2 separate regions of the Bombyx mori genome follow, and region 1 is linked to region 2. A link is a contact called in public Hi-C data. All regions are on one chromosome and are shown on one strand. Each heading gives the region's core, a stretch centred on a gene start, on an enhancer-like site or on the middle of the called end of the contact. The rest is flanking DNA. Distances are from core to core; before and after follow the strand shown. Region 1 holds the start of LOC101740883 (lysine--tRNA ligase). Region 2 holds the start of Eif-4a (eukaryotic translation initiation factor 4A).

Region 1 (3,792 bases), core at 1,255-3,754, 220 kb after region 2:
GTAGCATCTAATGTGAATCCCCATAGGTTGGTACCATTATTCCTGCATATATTTTTTTATTGCTTAGATGGGTGGACGAGCTCACAGCCCACCTGATGTTAAGTGGTTACTGGAGCCCATATACATCAACGACGTAAATGCGCCACCCACCTTGAGATATAAGTTCTAAGGTCTTGAGTATAGTTACAACGGCTGCCCCGCCCTTCAAGCCGAAACTCATTACTGCTTCACGGCAGAAATAGGCAGGGCGGTGGTACCTACCCGCGCGGACTCACAAGAGGCCCTACCACCAGTAAAATTATTTTTTTTAACATAGAGCTAACGAGCTTTCCAATTTAAATAGTGAGAAAATGTACAATACAATTCAAACCTTGACCTCATATCTCAAGTGGGTTAGCACCTTGTGATGTCTATAGGCTCCAGTAAATACTTAATACAAGCTGGACCAATTACCATTTAGAGCAATAAAAACATAGCATTGGAATACCAGCCTGGTAAGATGCACGATATAAAATGTATGATGTGTGTGATTGAATTAATATATTTAATAGTGGTATGATTAGCATTTTTTTAAATTAAATCCTTCAAAGTTATTTTTAAATTTACCTGTATCAAAAGCAGTAACAAGTTAGTGTTATACATTTCCTGTGCTAATTGTGCAACAATGATATCTGTTTGTGGTTCTGCATCAGATGTACCATAAAGCATATTTTTAATCAGTACCTGTATGGATATGAAATATCATTATATCAATACTCATGGTTTACTACAAAAATTGGCAAAATATTAATATTACTTACCAAATTCTTGCTCACGTCTTCTTGAGCTTTTTCAGCTTTCTTATCACCCCTCTCTAAAGCCGTCACGGCATCTTTTAACGATCTAACAAGCTCCGCAGGGCTTTTCTGAGACTTACCAAAGAGAGGCATAGTATTAAGGCGACTTGGGCAGGTGATATAAGTAATTATGTCTACATAAGATTGTACCTAAAACAAAAAATTACAGACGCATACATTTTTCCGCGATCATAACAAAAAATAAAACCGTACTTACTTCGATTTCCACGAGAATGTTAGGGAAGCGAAATTTGACAAATTAAAAGCGACTGCCAACCTGGCTGGTTTAAAGAATTAAGAAAATGTTTATAATATGCTACAAATTGCATTTTTGAAAGGAAATAGACTTAAAACACACGTAAAACTTACTTTTGGATAAATTATTGTAATTTTCAATATCACGACAATTCACACGAATGGAACAGCTGTGATGTCAATACAACTATTACCATACTTAAAAAATCGATACATTTAACATTGGCACCTCAACATCGAAATTACATTTAATCTGCGTCTCAAAAAGAAAGAACTTCACTGATGGTATTTACAATGCAACTAATCTCGGAATCCTGGTATTGCGAAAATTTGTCTATTATTGCGTAAAATAGAAAGCAAGAAACACTGATTTACTCCTCTACCACCTCACGAGTGCATCTACCACCAAAATCGCGTTCTTTGAGTAGATCTTGTAAGAAAATCAGCTGACTCCTGTTATGGGTTACTTTTCACCTCAAACTCTTCGACGAGTGCCACATATACAGCTACCTATGCTTTGGATGTTGCTAGCATTAGTACCAATAGCGTCCAACAGCACCGAGAGTAGAACAGGAGGATCTTTAAAGACATATCTGGGGCACAGGGGATTACCAATATTCACAGCATTAACAACTTATTATTAGGATTCCATGGACAGCCCACCGCACGAACATCTCGGTCCTACATCAGCTTAAAATGGAGAACGCTCAACGCCTGTCTGCCACCTGTCTGCAACGCATAATGCGCTACTTTGGCCACGTTGCCCGCAGAGGTGTAGACAACTTGGAACGTATGATGGTCACAGGGAAAGTAGAAGGAAAACGTCCTAGAGGTCGGAGCCCCAAACGTTGGTCCGACCAGATCTCCGAGCAAACCAGCGGACCACTTAGCGCTGCACTACACCAGGCAACTGACCGGAAACGATGGAGGCTGACAGTCGACAAGCTAAATCGGAGTCACGATCCTCAGCAATGAGGGAGCGATGGAGAAGAAGAAGAAGAACAACTTAAATGCAGCTACCGATCTTGAGACCTAAGTTCTAAGTTTTAGTTTATAAGTACAACGACTACCCAACCCTTCAAACCGAAACACTTATTGCTTCAAGGCAGAAATAGGTAGTAGTATCTACCTGCGTGGGCTTATTTGACATTTTACCAGGCAATTGTTAAGATAATAATACTTTGATTGTAATGTTATAAAAACAGTGAGCAATTCATAGTGAAATGGATGGTGTACAAATAAATAAATGTTTAAATTAGTGAAGTCGTTTATTTTTACTCTTGAATACAAAAATATAATTAAAAATATAAAATTTTAAATGAACTTTTATTGTTTTTTTTTTTGCGATTTGCAGTTGTGTGTAGGATTGCAATACAGTATTAAAAGATTTCCCATCTGGCAGCACTATGAAGTAGATAATATAAATAGCCACTACATAAATACCTATCTCACGTTTCGTGGCCATTCTTTCGTACTACCAAAAGTAAATAATATTGTCCGGATTTCAACAGTTGTCTGTGGTTTTGACGTTGAGTGAACGTGTAAGTCAGGGTCAGGCACTCAAGTTGTATTTTTATATCGATATTAAGGTTAAGTGAATTAAGTCCGATAGCCATGGCAGAAAGTTCCACTGAAAAAATTTCGAAAAAGTGAGTATTCAAAAGCAAAGTCATGTTTAGTTTAAAACTTTTACTGATTGCCTCTGCCAGAAATAAAGTCATCGGCCGATGCACTAACCTATCCACCGCCGTTAGCAAAGGGTTGGTTACTTTTTAGTTATTTTTTTCGTTTTGGCTGTCATGTTTTCTCATTCCAAAATATTTTAGCGAACTGAAACGAAGGTTGAAAGCTGAAGAAAAGTTAAGGGAGAAGGCCGAAAAAGCTTCACAACAGCCGGTCGTTGCCGCTGAAAAGAAACCATCTAAACAAGAAGAAGAAATTAGTCCTAATGAATATTATAAATTACGATCTGGAGCTGTAGCTGCCCTAAAAAATGGACTCAAAGAAGATCATCCATATCCTCATAAATTCAATGTTAGCATTTCCTTGGAGGAATTCATAGAAAAGTATCAGAACTTGAACAACGGAGATGTTTTGGAAAACGTCACTTTGTCAGTGGCTGGTAGAGTTCACTCCATTAGAGAATCAGGAGCGAAACTAATATTCTATGATTTAAGAGCTGAAGGGGCTAAAATCCAGGTAATTTTATTACAAGCAATAATATTTACAATAGGTACATTATTTGGACCCAGTTTCATTAAAATGATAAAATAACTGGTGATTTTTTGTTATTCCAAAAATCAATTGTGTCTTTAGAACAATTGATATTACCCCTCTTGGCTTAGCCCTTGTTCGCCCACCTGTCCTGGTGAAACTGGAAAGGCCTCCAGCCCACCAATAATCCTTGCTTCATAAAACAAAACATTAGTATTGTTTATTAATCCATTAATAATTTTAAAGATGAGTATTGAATATAATTTTAAGTATTCTGAGATTGCTGCCTTTGGCCATTGAAGACTAGGACCTTTATCTTATACCTTTAAATGAGCAATTCTTGTACATTAATATATTATATAATCTGAATTTCGGAAACGGGTCCAATGATTTTTATAAAATTTAGTATACAGGGGATTTGGGGGGTGATAAATCGATCTAGTTACGATTTATTTTCAGAAAATGTTGTTTTATTTGTGTTTTCAAT
Region 2 (3,531 bases), core at 553-3,052:
GAAACTTTTTTAAATACATTTTTTTTTTTAATAGGATATCTTTAGGACTAAGGTATCGATTTGTATTATTTAAACATTGCTCAGTAAATCATATAATTTTCCTAGTTAAAATATTATGTATATTTTGGTTTCAGAAATAATTTCCTTACTGTATAGTCCATGGTATATATACCTCAGCAACAAACTTAGTTTGTTGTTTATCATTATCTTCTAAAATACAAGTATAATTTGAAATAACAAACCTTGCGACGGGTGTTGCAGAAAATTACAGCTTGTGCAATAGACAGTGTATCATACAGGTCACACAGAGTTTCCAGCTTCCATTCTTCTAATTCAATTGCAATGTAAAATTGTTTAATACCTTCCAGGGTAAGCTGAAAATATTTAAATTATATTAATTAAATTTTTTATTTATTTCTTCAAAGAAATATATTCAAGCAGTTTATACATAAGATCTTACCTCTTCCTTCTGTACAAGTATGCGTACAGGATCTCTCATAAAGCATCGAGATACTTCCAATACATCATCAGGCATGGTAGCAGAGAGTAATATGACTTGAACATCAGCTGACAACATCTTGAAGACATCATGGATCTGGTCCTTGAAACTAACAAATTAAATTTAAATTAAGAACCTAATATGAGGTTATCGATACATTTAAAAAACAATAGCTTACCCTCTGGACAACATTTCATCAGCTTCATCAAGAACAAAAAGTTTGATGGTGTTGGCATGAAGCGCACGACGAGTTATCATATCATATACACGACCTGGAGTGCCCACCACCACATGAACACCACTCTCCAGTTGGCGAATATCTTCACGGACATTGGTGCCACCAATGCAAGCATGGCATTTAGCATTCAAGTGATCACCAAGAGCTATCACCACCTACGAAATGTTTCACACTGTCAATAAAAGGCAATAACACAAAACGATATTCACTCAACACAAACTTATTGTCCAAGCGTACCTTCTGAATTTGTTGGGCCAGCTCTCTTGTGGGAGCCAGGATCAAAGCTTGACATTCACGAATGCTTGTATCGATTTGTTGTAGAATCGATATAGAGAAAGTAGCAGTTTTTCCAGTTCCTGACTGGGCTTGAGCGATAACATCGCGTCCTTGGATGCAAGGCATTATTGCGCGTTGCTGGATTGCAGAAGGTTTTTCAAAACCATAGGCGTATATGCCTCTCAACAATTCTTCTTTGAGGTTCATGTCATCGAAGGTTTCGACAACTTGATCCCAGTCGGTGTCAAGTGTCCCAGGGTCCATTCCCGGAGGTCCATCGTAACTACCTTGATCCTTCGATGGCCCATTTTTGGAATCCTCTGGCCAATCTTCTGACCTATAATACAGAATGAAATAATAAATTAATAAGAATGTTTTTTTCCAAATTTAAGATATATTTCATTGATCGTTAGGTTGCAAAATTAGCGACTTTTTTTGTATTAGTAAAATCAGCAATTATTTTTAGTCTATTGTTTTCAATTACATTTATAAACCACTTTCAATTCTTGGGGTGGGCGACACAAATGTAATATATTAATAAAAAACACGTGCGCTACTAAAACTTGCAGTGCAATTGTGTCCCTGCCAGCGCCATGTTGGCAATCGGCGACACGGACTTCACATCTAAAATTTCCAAACTATGCAAAAACTATTGAAGTTATGAATTGTAGACGAAATAACGAAGTAATATGTGTTTTCCTGAACACTATCTTTCATATGGTACAAATTAAATAAGCTTTGAAAGCAATCTTACCTTCTTTCAGACGAATAAGACATGTTTCAACCGCAGTAGCTGAACGGAAAAGAACTAGCAAGGTCAAGTTGAGCTAACAGGAGCTTTTTACATAAATTTTACAGAACACTGTTTGTCCTAATTTATATTGTAGACAAAAAATTTAATAATTTTTTATTTAATTTTTAAAATGATTTAAGAAACGGTAATGTGTAGATTCTTCAAACTATGACTAAATACTTTTATTTGAGAATTTTAGTACCGGAAGTGAGTCATAGACAATTGTAAGTATTTTCAATAGATACCAAAAAGTTTGTGCCATTCTAGCTTGTAATTTTGGTATAGATATATTTAATCAAAAGGTATTTAAAAAACGCCTTTGCCAGATATTTAAAGATTTGATTGTTTTACAAAGGTTCTATGGGTATTTCAGTTATTTAAAAAAAAAAAGCGTTAATTTCGCTTTTAGCATTTTTAAGAATACGAAAATTGACGGTATTGATTTTTAAGCTATTTCTGCCTTCATAGCAGTTTACTACTGATTTTTTTCCCCTAACTATTCGCTGGTAGCGTAAGAGGTTCTTCCAGCTACGTCCGGATGGGTAGGTGACTCGTGGTGGCTCACGGGCTTAACCTGAGAGAATTCGCTAACACTAGCCCTAACAAGAGCAGTGATTCGCAGAATCCGCCACCGGATCGGAATTGCAACCCACTTTCTTTTAATCCCGCGACAAATTCAGAGGGCTGTGTCTATGGATTAGTTCACTCGTCGAGCTCTTCGTTGTAATTGGCGAGCTTGACGAGAACGGTGACCGGTGATTCAAAATCGATATTTTTTTATTCTACCTAATCGTTAGTAATCTAAGGAGCAATTCCAACTACGCACAGAAGGCTAGATGAGTTCATGAGGCTTAACCTGAGAGATATTAATCCAAAAAGCCTTTGGATCATCAACATATACTTATTATTGTAAATTAAATCATTTATTTAACTGAGATATCTGAATATGACACACTTTAATTTTCACTGATGAGAATGACTGGTTTTGTTCCCAACGTTGGTAAAGATGGCCAATCAGCTTTGAAAAGGTGACCGTTTTTAGCTCAAAAATAATTCAGGTAAATTATGGCTGTGCTTATCCTTAAATAATTCTAAATAATAAAAATAATTATATAAGAAAAGGGAAATTCATTCGAAATAGTATTTTAATAAAAAAAAACACTATTATTTAGTGATCAATAATAGTGTTTGTTTTTTACAAAAGTACAAAGTCTTAGTAAATCATTTCAGAATTGTAGATTACATACATCATGCCAATAGTTTCCAAATTGTTTGGTTCAAATACTGTTGATGTCTATATTTTTTATATTTTTTTTTATTTAGCAGCAATTTTAACCGTAATTACGGTAGACATGCCGTAATTTTGCTCGATTTTGCTCGATTTACTACCTACCATACCACCTCTTATACGGTAAAAAAAATTACCGTAATTTACGATTTTGTAATTTTACCAATGATTGACATTGAAATTTTGATTTTCGTTGTTTTTAAATTTTTTGAAAATCTTTTGGGCTGAGACGATCACTAACAAATAGCTGTAAGGTTACGGTAAGCAGTGAATTGGCTTTGCCCCTGGCATTGCTGAAGTCCATGGGCGACGGTAATCACTCACCATCAGGTGGGCCGTATGCTCATTTGTTTACAAGGGCAATAAAAAAAAACTGTGGAGGATCATCAGGCAGACGCCAATGGATAAGGAGAGATATTAAGAAAACCCATCCATCC

Evidence for each region. Hi-C and Micro-C count contacts between places; a contact is called where the count stands out from the background.
Region 1: a Hi-C map of posterior silk gland shows a contact between it and region 2, with 2.4 times the contacts expected there. The contact joins the promoter of LOC101740883 here to the promoter of Eif-4a in region 2. A contact is called at or near these places in 2 of 7 Hi-C or Micro-C datasets (posterior silk gland and whole pupa).

The regions. Positions count from the first base shown.
Region 1 is chr4:12,084,054-12,087,845 of ASM3026992v2, forward strand. It overlaps LOC101740883 (lysine--tRNA ligase), which reads left to right and starts at 2,505. Exons shown (of 8, transcript XM_004930924.2): 1 at 2,505-2,740; 2 at 2,918-3,290. The coding sequence starts at 2,706. LOC101742902 (protein Mo25) reads right to left here and starts at 1,582. Exons shown (of 7, transcript XM_038021786.2): 1 at 1,206-1,582; 2 at 801-986; 3 at 607-723. The coding sequence starts at 929.
Region 2 is chr4:11,869,442-11,872,972 of ASM3026992v2, forward strand. Eif-4a (eukaryotic translation initiation factor 4A) reads right to left here and starts at 1,803. Exons shown (of 8, transcript NM_001043911.1): 1 at 1,768-1,803; 2 at 975-1,350; 3 at 678-892; 4 at 461-608; 5 at 243-374. The coding sequence starts at 1,790.